Linked DNA regions of Mus musculus: all the other regions are linked to region 4. The links are chromatin contacts, called in public HiChIP or PLAC-seq, capture Hi-C and promoter capture Hi-C maps. All regions are on one chromosome and are shown on one strand. The core of a region is the stretch at or near the end of the contact, and the rest is flanking DNA. Distances in the headings are between cores, read along the strand shown.

The links. Promoter capture Hi-C pulls out the DNA fragments that hold promoters and counts their contacts. HiChIP or PLAC-seq counts read pairs in DNA pulled down with a chosen protein or histone mark. Capture Hi-C pulls out chosen DNA fragments and counts their contacts.
Region 1: a contact with region 4 is called in a capture Hi-C map of macrophages, with 2.1 times the contacts expected there. The contact joins the promoter of Serpinb6b here to the promoter of Nqo2 in region 4. A contact is called at or near these places in 1 of 39 promoter capture datasets (3T3-L1-derived adipocytes), 1 of 115 datasets of contacts at active chromatin or transcription factors (large pre-B cells) and 1 of 9 other capture datasets (macrophages).
Region 2: a contact with region 4 is called in a FOXA1 HiChIP or PLAC-seq map of pancreatic cancer cells. The contact joins the promoter of Serpinb9 here to the promoter of Nqo2 in region 4. A contact is called at or near these places in 3 of 39 promoter capture datasets (3T3-L1-derived adipocytes, cranial neural crest and embryonic stem cells), 3 of 115 datasets of contacts at active chromatin or transcription factors (large pre-B cells, microglia and pancreatic cancer cells) and 1 of 9 other capture datasets (pancreatic islet).
Region 3: a contact with region 4 is called in a promoter capture Hi-C map of pre-B cells, with 3 times the contacts expected there. The contact joins the promoter of Fam50b here to the promoter of Nqo2 in region 4. A contact is called at or near these places in 1 of 39 promoter capture datasets (pre-B cells) and 1 of 115 datasets of contacts at active chromatin or transcription factors (microglia).

What each region holds. Positions count from the first base shown.
Region 1 is chr13:32,963,939-32,966,638 of GRCm38.p6, reverse strand. It overlaps Serpinb6b (serine (or cysteine) peptidase inhibitor, clade B, member 6b), which reads right to left and starts at 1,378. Exons shown (of 7, transcript NM_011454.2): 1 at 1,096-1,378.
Region 2 is chr13:33,003,237-33,005,936 of GRCm38.p6, reverse strand. It overlaps Serpinb9 (serine (or cysteine) peptidase inhibitor, clade B, member 9), which reads right to left and starts at 1,396. Exons shown (of 7, transcript NM_009256.3): 1 at 1,242-1,396. Gm36181 (a long non-coding RNA gene) reads left to right here and starts at 130. Exons shown (of 3, transcript XR_382177.2): 1 at 130-342.
Region 3 is chr13:34,733,480-34,736,179 of GRCm38.p6, reverse strand. It overlaps Fam50b (family with sequence similarity 50, member B), which reads right to left and starts at 1,330. Exons shown (of 2, transcript NM_001382856.1): 1 at 1,272-1,330.
Region 4 is chr13:33,963,394-33,966,093 of GRCm38.p6, reverse strand. Nqo2 (N-ribosyldihydronicotinamide quinone reductase 2) reads right to left here and starts at 1,435. Exons shown (of 7, transcript NM_001163241.1): 1 at 1,294-1,435. It also overlaps a transcript of Serpinb6a not described here.

The DNA of each region.
Region 1 (2,700 bases), core at 129-2,628, 1.0 Mb after region 4:
GGAGTCTCATCGTTGTGTCATCCAGGTTGACCTCCCACTCTTATCTTCCTGACTCTGTCTCTTGGATGCTGGCTTACCTACAGAACACCTAGCTTCTCCAAAGTAGTTTTTATCTGCTGTTGGTTTATATCTGCTGAGTCTGGTTGACTAAGTGTGAAATCCATGGAAGAAGACACAGGGATCCAAGCGAACATGCTTTAGGGAACAAAGTGTGAACCATACACCCTCTCTGTGTGACAACAGAAGCCATAGTGGGTACAGATACTCAGGGTAGTTCTCAAACACAAACAGCAGTCATTTCCTGTAACCACATTCACATTACTGGGCCCCAGCACGGCTCACAGGACCTTAACACAAATGTTATTTGATAGTCGGACCCTCCACACACAAACCACACGAGGAAGTGGGCAGCCTCAGGTACAATGCTCTCACAAGCAGCTGTTTCCCACATACCCTAAAAACGGTGTAAAAGAGCCAAACCTCATCTAGCTTCCTGACAGCACATGAATGCTAGATTTCCATACTTCCGATTCTCAAAATGGATTCAAGGTAAGAAGGAGGAACAGTAAGCCTGGGGCTCTGGGGCTGAGCAAGCAGAAGAACAGGCTCAGGGTCCACCAACAAAACAAAGGAAGGGAGGAAAACCTGAGCTTTCATCTGACACACAAACTTTATCAAAACTTCGCCTATGTCCCACAGACATCAAATCTTGCAGGATTCCACCACCATTGCCACGAGTGTGATAAAACAATAACAAACAAGAGAACAACAAAAACAAACAAAGGACAAAACTGGACAAATCCTGGGGTATTGATCCAAGCTTAAAGGCACTAAGGGTATGGGCAACCCCCTGAGAACAGCCCAACCCCGTCTCTAAGACGCAGGCTCACTCAGCCAATAAGAGGCCACAAGGGTGGCAAAGCCTGCCGCCCTGGACAGACTAGGTCCCTCTTGGTTTTGATACCTCTTCGTACCAATCCCTGCAGGATTCTTATGTCATGCCCATTCCATGCGCCAAGTTAGCTCCTCCCATCCAGGTCCCACAACCCCAGCACCCTACCCCACCATCTTCAGCCAGCTCGTAGCAGAGCTTACCTGGAACCCCAGGTTCAGGCTGTCAGCAAGCAGAATCTAGAGAAGGAAGAGCCTGTGCTCTGGCCTCAAATAGCTGCAGGGCGCAGCGTGGGGAGGTCCCAGAGTCAGGAAGTCCCAGGGGAGGTGTCAGAGGGGCTGTGGGCTGTCCGGGTGAAAAGGAAAAGAAACGGAAAAGCAGGATCGCTGCACTTTGACCATTGCCTGCAGTCGGGTTCAGCAGCTAGCTGCAGACTGGTCTAGTTAAATCAGGAATCCTCGCTAGCACTGTTTGTTTGCTATGACTACCTACTTCAGAAAACCAAGGGATTTAACCAAACCGCTTGGATGAAGCAATTAGAAGGGTGTCCACTAGGGGGCATGCAACGCCCGCCCCCCCCCCCCTCTTCCTCTTCTCTTCTTTCCCCCTCCTCCTCTCTCCCTGTCTTCCTCCCTCTGTGGGAGGGTGTGTTCCACACTACATGAGTGTTATGGCCTCAATGACTAAAATGTGCTAACTCTCAATGGGAATAAATGAGACAGCATTAAACAGAAATGTTGGGAGTTCCTTTCAGGGTTATAACCAGGGTCCAAGTTTTTGCCGAGTATGCACAGAAAACCACAGAAGCCTCCCTTGTAATTACTGTGTCCAAGACTCCACTACTGTCCCAGCCCTCAGGTACTGACATTTTATATAAATGGCAGAAAAACTCTAACATCTCACATCTCTCCTATCGAGCAAAAAGACCCGGTGGAGAGAATGCTGGCCAGGTTTAAGAGACTGGTCAGCTCTGGAGACCTCAGATTCTTTTCTGCCTTCTTCACTCTCACACCAGGACAAGGATCCCCAACATTGACCTTTCTGACATTTGAGTTAGGTGTGTCTCGGCTGTGTCTAAGCTGTAGCACCTTATAGAATGTTCAGCACCACACTGGCCTTTCTAGGTGTCATAACAGACCAGGCCACCACACCAGCTGTGAGATGTGACTCTTGACATACAGAAACACAAAGGAATGCTTCATTTAGCCTCTGCATTCTTTCCAGTGCAGCTTTATTGCTCTGGCTTATCCTTCTGGCCCACCCTTTTTCAAACTACAGGGCACATAGCCTCTGTACCTGTGCACATTAGGGTTCTTCTGTATAACTAACTTCCGGTTTATCATCAACAGGGAGCATTATTTCGGTTCTCTACCACAGATCTACAAGTCGTTACTTTAAAATGTTTGGGTGACCTCTCTAAAAAGATTGCACAGAATTCTCTCTTATCTCCTTTTCTGGCTTCTCTGAATTCCTTTGTGTGTATCTTGATAGATGTTTTGACTTTAAACCATTTCAAGGGTTGTCATAACTAGCATACAGCTAAGCTCCCGTCCATGTTAATTCACACAGAGTCATCCAGCTGGGGTATCAGTGTGTGCATTCCAATTAAATGAGTCCTGAGATGGAAAAATACCCTGGAGTGAATCCAGATTCTTAAAAGGATAAATACACGGAACGTTTGGTTAGTTGTGGAATCCATCCTCATAAGGACGGTACCTGATGGCGATTCTCTGCAGAGTCCAATTCCAGCCAGTCTTCTGGGTCTTTTGCCAAACTTATGTATGTACGTCCTGAGAAAAATCCATATT
Region 2 (2,700 bases), core at 147-2,646, 960 kb after region 4:
CTGCAGGCACCCTGGCTGCTTTTCTACTGATTATGACTCATCTTCCAGATGGATGGACAGCTTGGCCCAGACTAAGTGACTGCTCCTGACACTTTAACCCAGTTCTGAGTCCCTGTGCATCCCATGGCTGTGCTCTCACTGTTCCAGGGTTCACCTTTGAACCCTCACATATGTTCAGAGTGCTTCCTACTGAGTTAACATGCAGATCACATAGCCTAGGGAGCATCAGAACACTCAAACCACACTTCTTCCCATTCCTCAGACAGAGGGACACAGCAACCTGAGAGTGTACTCGGATCCTCTGGCTCCTCCCCTTATGACTTCCAGGGCTCTGGAGGAAAGGTGGGGCTGCTTTATTTCAAAGACTTACTCTCTGGCTAGTCCTCTCATCTAACCCAGCTTGCCCCCTTCTCCTGCATTCCTGCCCTTATGTCACTTTAAAGTTGCTTCTGAGTCCTTGAAGTGCAGTTTATTTCACCTAGAACATTCCCTACCCCATCCCTGTCACTGAGTTCAAACTACTCCCCTTTCCCAACTTCATTGGAACAGGACAGCCTCAGGGCCTCTGCTCTCCTTCCCTAGTGCAGCTTCCCCACCCCAGGTCTGCTCTTAAGTGTCACCTTTCTCTTAAGTGTCACCTTTCTCTTACTGATTGCTGTCCTTTCTACTCCATATTCTGGAGCTCTCTGAAGGTAAGGGGGATGTCTGGCACTCTAATAGTAAGCATACTCAAATAAAGGGGTATTTGATTTCTCAGATAAAGTTATCAAAGATATGATCACTGTCAGCATGGAGTGAATTATTTTATAAATGAGAATGAGCAGTGCTCAAATTTGTACCAGAGACCCCAGATGTTTAAAGGGTCCGGAAGTAAGAGAGGGATTACTTTGCAAGATCCACAGGGAGAAGACAGAGGCTTTCAAATTGCCTAGGTGGTAAGGACTGATAGAAAGCATAAAAAGATACCAGTGGAGAGGCCGCCAATATCCTGCAGTCCCCAGGCCTGGCTCAGGAGGAGCCAACACAGCTTAGAAACCAGCCCTAAGATCTGCATCTCTGCCATTGGCCAGCTGGAGATCCTAAAGGAGTCACCATTTAAAAAGCTCATCAGACATTACCTCCCAGCTGTCTCTTTCCCTAACTAAGCAGTCTTGTTTTCCCTCCTGGACTCAGCCTATGCCTTGTAAACATGACCTCTGCGGGTCCCACAGCGCCACCCCGAGCCAGATGCCCGCACCTACCACAGTTGCGGCTTCTCAATCCAGCGTTTGCAGCCTTGATGCTCCCAGTAGGCTTTCAGAGCTGCCTGTACAAGGCAGGGACTTCTGGTTTTGTGCTCCTGCTCAGGGGCGGGGAGACAGGCTGCTTCTGGCTCTGGCGACCACAGCAGGAAGAGGATGAGTGGGGGTTGGGAAAAAACTGGGTCCTTAGAGAAAGTGAAAGTAGCAGGAGTTTTCGCTGTGCACCAAGGGAGAATGTCAGGGATTTTAATAAAACTCTGGGCCTGCGGGGTGGCAAGTGGTAGATGTGAAGGGTGCCCCGTGTCTAAATCCATTTCCACACACCCAGCCTCCTCTCCTGGCAAACACTAACCCATTTTCTGGCTTTTTTAACCAGTCATGAGCACTTTGTTTAAACAGAGTATGCAATCATGTGTGTGGTCTTTTGCTAAACAGATGTTTCTGAGGCTCAGCCTTAAGTGTTCAAGGTGGCAGTGACCGGGGCACAGGCGACAGGCTTGCCACACGATGTGAGCTGTGGGCATTGGAATATGTTTAAAAAAAAAAAAAAAAAAAAAAAACTCAACTCAAGTGAAACCACCATTCTTGACTTTGCCAGAGAAAGAAATTTCTGAAAGAGATCGTATGAGATGGAGTTGGATTTATTGAGAAGCAAACACAAATATATTTTTAAAAAGTAATACAGAAAGGGAAGAAAAGTAGGAAAAGAGAGAATGAGACACACCTAAGCATGCAGGGCTCTCAAGACGAGCATGGCTGCAGTGACTCAGCAGTAGCCTCATGTGTGGCTTTGGTGGCTCTCAGATGCTACATCTTACAAAGTTGCTGAGAAAACCTCATTCTCCTTTGTAGTTAATAGAGATTCAGTATTTCTTTGTTCAGTTATTTAAGGACAAGCTTTTAAAATGACAAAGAATGAAACTATACGAGGCCAAACGCATAAGTAGAACTTCAACATAGGAAGCCTTGGTGGGAAACAGGAAAGAACATTAGGAAGACTTCTCAGACACAGGAGAGGCTCACCCTGTCTATAGGATGAGTCACCCATTTTGCTAACCTTGAGAGTCCATTCAATTTTAAACCCTGTGGTATACTCAATCTAGAAAGCTTTCTTTCCCACGTGTTCTCCTTGTGGCTCATGGCTTTTCTCCAATCTCTTCTTCCCTGAAGCTTGCTGTGTTGCTTTTTGGCTTCTCCAAGGTGCTCATCCTCTCAGCTCCATTTTCCACAAGAATCTCCTCACACCACTCTCCTCTAACCCCTGACCCAGCAGGAAGTGACAGCAGCTGCAGGACCTTTAGCTCCTGGCTTTCTTGATCATCTTGCTTGAGGCAAGGTTTGGCTTCCTTACCTGCAACATCTGCTTCCTCACCCTCTGTCCTCCACCAGCAGGAGGAGATCCAACCTCCTGTCCCTTTAGGTTACCGTATTTTCTCTCCTTTGATCAACAGCCAGTCTG
Region 3 (2,700 bases), core at 81-2,580, 770 kb before region 4:
CATAGCAGAGGAAGCTATGACAGGACAGCCAGGAAGCAGAGAGAAAGAGAAGGGCACCAGTGTCTCACAGTCCCCATTAGGTCCCACAACTTCAACATTCTACTGCAATCTAGAAGTGTCAATCTGGGACCAACACATTCCACTCCAAGTCTAGAGGACAGAAATGCTAGATACTATAGGAACTCTGGGGAGCCCTCTGAAATAAATTCCAGCACCATGGGATGAAGAAAGCATTTATCTAAGTCCTCCTTCCTAGTCTCTGTGGCTGATAGTCACTCTGGGTATCAACAGTTCTATATGTCAAGTTTACTGCCTCTGCATTGGAGTAGTCAGAGAGAGGGGGGGGAGAGGGAGAGAGAGAGGGAGAGAGAGAGAGAGGGAGGGAGAGAGGGAGAGAGAGAGAGGAAAGAGGGAGAGAGAGAGGGGGAGGGAGGGAGGGAGGGAGAGAGAGAGAGAGGGGGGGGGGAGAGAGAGAGAACAGACATCCTCAGGTACCCAGCATGAAGACACTTGGCTATAACCACCTACTGCTGCAGTGGCAGAAAAGAGGAGTTCAGAGCAATCTAGCAGAGACAAGAAGCCTTCAGTATGCTTTCAGTACTATAAGCTAACAGTATCAGACCTGAGTTAAGGAGGTGAGACTCATGTAATGGTTAATCTTGTCAACTAACAGGATTTGGAACCTTAGGATACACAGCTCTTGGCATGTTGTCTGGTGGGAGTATTTTCAGAAAGATTTAACTGAGGAAAGACAAACCATCTTGAACATGGCCTTACCATGCCCATGGGCGTGAGTCTCAGACCTAGTAGAAAGGAGAAATAGGGAAAGGCAGATGAACGCAGTCCTTATCTTGCTCGGCTTTCTGACTACAGAAACAACATGACTCCGTGCTTCTGCCAACTTGCTGTCAGGATTAAATGTGAGTCAAACAGTCAATCAAAATAAACCCTTTCCTCCTCCTTAGGTTGCTTTTGACACAGCAGTGAAAAGCAACCAATAGAGAGAACAAGCCCCAATTTCTATTTTCCTAGTGCATATGTCATAGCCCTTTAAGGCATCTTCCTCCTTCCTGCTAGTTTGTGATTCCTAAATTACAATAAAAATGTTGATATTATGTCACCGATAGGGCTCATTAGTCTCCCCTGCTTGCAGGATAATGGACAAATTCCTTTCCTCTAACATTCAACTCCCTTCACAATTGGTTTTACTCGAGTTTAAAGAGCTGTACCTCCCACATCTGCCCCAGCTGGATTCAAGCCAGTCCCCTCACCTTTTGATGTATGAGCCAAGACTCTTCCTTCTGGTGCTTTTGCGAATATTGTTTGTTCTAACTGACACAGAAAATATGCAAAACATTGGCCAACTGCTAGGGCAGGCTCTAACCAATCAGGACAGAGATTGGGCCAATCAGGTGGTGGTCATGTATAACTGCCGACTTGGACTGACTGATGGATGCAGTCCTGCTGCCAGCGTCTGATCTCCTGACAACTGAAATGCAATCCTCCCATGAAGTTTTCCTGGACTGTCGTTGCTCACTTGGGCCTTTGATTATTACAGATTAAATTTTTGTGTGTAGGTTGTTACTAAAGAGTTTACGTGATACACTAGTCTGAAAGTATTGGCACTCTCCAGACAGCATGATTTTATTGCCTTTTCATACAATAACTCATTAGTGATCTTAGCTACAGAGGAGACAGAAAGCTCTGACTCCATTTTGCATGTGGTATAGTATGGTTGATCAGAATAACTTTCAGGTTTTAGAAAAGCTTTTTAATTTCAAAATTTTATAAGGATATAAAATGATAGAACTTTATTCCTCAATAAATAAATAAATAGAAAAAAAAAGAGAAAATATTTCAGAGCTCACAACTTCAGTGTGGTGTTGTCTTAAAACTATTGAATATGGGGAAACTCTACAAAAGCCCTCTAACTGGGGCAAGAAACCTAGTAATTTCTTTCATGTGTGAGCTACTCAATTTCAAGGGATTTCAAATTTCTATGAAATGTTCTTCTTTGTTTGTTTGCTGTGTTTTTGTTTTTGTTTTTGAGACAGAGTCTTCCTATGCAGCCCAGGCTAGCCTCTAACTTCCAATCTTCCTGCCTCAGCCTCCATTAGCAGTGGATATGCTACACCATGACTCAATTCTTTAAAGTGCTCTTTAAATAGCTGTTGGATACATTCCTGGAAGCCACCCAATACCACAATGACTAACAACATTTTAATCTTGACACTCCTACTGAGGGGTCTTGCCCTCGAATCTCTTAGTCTCTGTCCCCTGAGTCTGCTTGGTGAGCTGGTTATATTCACAGGAAGGCTTACTAATTGCCATGTTCTTTCCTGGGCTATTTCTCTTTTCAGTCTGATGCCCACTGTAAAATGTCCAGCCCAGCAGCTATGTCCTGCGCTGCAATCATAATAGCCAGACATGAGCATGTTTGCCTCCATTTGATCGAGCTTCTGATGGTTGTTAGGCATCCATCTGGTAAGGGATAATTTTGGGAAAAGCCGTTGTATTTTCCTTCTGGGTGATGAGACTAAAACTAAGCTATCTAAGAGTGGGGCATTTGTGTAGTATAGGTTCTTCTCCATGTGGTATGGAGCAGTATGCCTCTTTGCTGTAGCAGCACGGGCCCCGTTCTGCTATTGGTTGATAAGACATGATACTCAGACTGAGCAAGTTGCCTTAGGGGAAAGTAAG
Region 4 (2,700 bases), core at 186-2,685:
TTAGCTGGGCTCTGGTTTGAAGTGAGTGGCTGGTGATGCAGCCAGGGACCTGAGTGGGGGGATGATAAATAGGTCAGAGTAAAGATTTTATGCCAAGAATAACAGAAGATCTTAGGCAGATAGCTCTAAGGTTAATACACATTTTCAAAGGTTCCCAGGACTACTGTAGATGAGCAAAACACATCCCGAGATTTCCCTCAAGTAGGCACACAGCTGCCTTAGTCCGGACTTTGCAGTGCTGCTAGGCACACTCTACACTCTACCCCTAGCCTCACCGCCTCATCTGTGCTACTCAGCTCAGTTTACAAATTTGTATTACAATTGGGTGTGGCTGGCTGGGTGCATGGGGTTGAAATTTCCTCTTACTTAACTCTCGGAAGAGTAAGAAATTCGAACATAGATACAATCTCCTGATACAGGCTTTTCACTCTCAGTTACTCGCCTTAGGTGGAAACTGTAAGTTAACCAAGGTTTTGTTGTTTGTTTTTTCTTGTTTTGTTTTTGCTGTTGTGTTGTTTGTGGGGGAGGTGTGGTTGTTAACCTACAAGCCACATGAAAAGAACTTCACGATATTTAGAGATAAGCATAATTATGTCTCAACATCCAGCAGTTATTTTGATAGTTTTACTGTATCATTTTCTACACAGGCAGGCTCTATGGTGGTCATTCTAACAGCTGACATGTTATCCTGTAGTGACAGCATTGCCTGCCTGCTTTCTGTGTTCACTTAGTTTATCTTTTTCTAGAGTGCTCTTGCTCAATCGCGCTCCTCTCCCCCACCCTCCATGCTCCCTTAGAGGCTTCTGCGAGTCACAAAGTTTCAGTCTTCTGTCTCTTCCTTACTTATATTTCCAGAAATTACAGGTTACTGAAACCGATAGTTTCACATTAAGGTTACAGAAGCTGATACTTCCTTTGAGCCAGTGTTCTTTAAGGCAGAGTAAACCGCAGTTGCCAGGCTAAGGGAAGACACCCTGCACAAACTTCGCTCTGGCTCACTTCGATTTTTACCCTTTGCTAAAAAAATATGCAGAGACTCACAACTGCTCACTATACAAGAGTGGGCTGGCGAAACGCAACCATTCACGTTAAGCAGGACCTGGACCCAGTGTGGACGCGCCTGCAAATACTTAAAGGCTTGAGGAGCGAGGCACCCTGGGAACACCGGTCTACAGTTTAATATGCAAGCTGAAAACCGGAAGGGACCTCTTTAGTCCTGCATTTCCCCCAGTCCCCAAAGTTGCTTGCAGAAAGGACGCGCATGCCCCAGGGAAGCAGTGAACAGACTCTTACCTCTGCCTCCTGGAGGGAACACACGCACAATGTGACACAGCCAGTGTCTAGGGCCAGAATGCCTAGAGCTTGCCTGCACGCTTTGCCGCTGCGCCCAGGGCCGTTTTCCCCACCCGGCCCCGCCCTCACACTGACCTCTAGCGGCTTCTTGGCAACAACCCGCCCCACAACTCCCAATCAGTGGACTTCAATCTTCCCTCCCCTACTGTCTCCTTGACCTGTTCCTGCCCCACGCTGGGCTCCAGTAGTTGTGGGCAAAACCAGTTTCTCTCCTTGCTTCCGGCATCTGGCAGAAAGCCTGTGCTGGGAGATGGGAAGTGGTGCCTTCCTGCTTTGTACCTCATCCTCTACAAGCACTAATATATCCAGGCAAATCAGCACAAAAACACTGTACTACTAGGCAATCAAAAAAAAAAAAAAAAAAAAAAAAAAAAGAAATGAGTTGTGAATACATCCTGCTCCAGTCTTCAGGGAATTTCCCAGAGTAAGAGCGTCCAATCACCAAAGAATATGTATTTAATGATTCTGTTTCTTGAAAGAGTAAATTACAGGAATAGGGAATCAGAGTAGTGGTTGCAAAGATTTAGGAGTTAAAGAACAATCTTTGTGTTGAAGGATGCATTCTTTGCCTATCCTATCAGTGTCCACGTCACGGTAAGCCACTCTTGCCAGATGTCGTCAATGGAGAAAACAGTGAAACTGATATATAGGTAAAAATACAATAGTTAATTAAAAAATGTTGCGGGGCCTAGCAAACACAGAAGTGGATGCTCACAGTCAGCTAATGGATGGATCACAGGGCTCCCAATGGAGGAGCTAGAGAAAGTACCCAAGGAGCTAAAGGGATCTGCAAACCTATAGGTGGAACAACAATATGAACTAACCAGTACCCCGGAGCTCTTGACTCTAGCTGCATATGTATCAAAAGACGGCCTAGTCGGCCATCACTGGAAAGAGAGGCCCATTGGACACACAAACTTTATATGCCCCAGTACAGGGGAATGCCAGGGCCAAAAAGGGGGGGTGGGTGGGTAGGGGATTGGGGGGCTGGATATGGGGGACCTTTGGGATAGCATTGAAAATGTAAACGAGGAAAATACCTAATAAAAAAAATTTTTAAAAAAATGTTGCAAGACCAAGTAGTTGCAGAAGCTGGGCAAAGGAGCTGGTAGAACTTTAGGTGAAAAATTGTGTGTGTGTGTGTGTGTTGTTGGTTTTCTGGCTTTCTATCCACAGTGACATCTTACCAATTCAAGGAATGGTGGTATGGCTGATCTCTCTGCTACCATTTTCCTTATATTAAGAAGTGGATTACTGCATTCCCCGGCAGGGTCAGGGCTGCCAGTGAGCCTTGGCCTGGAGATGGTCTACATTTTCTAATAGAGATGCAGGTGTAAGTGCCTCAGC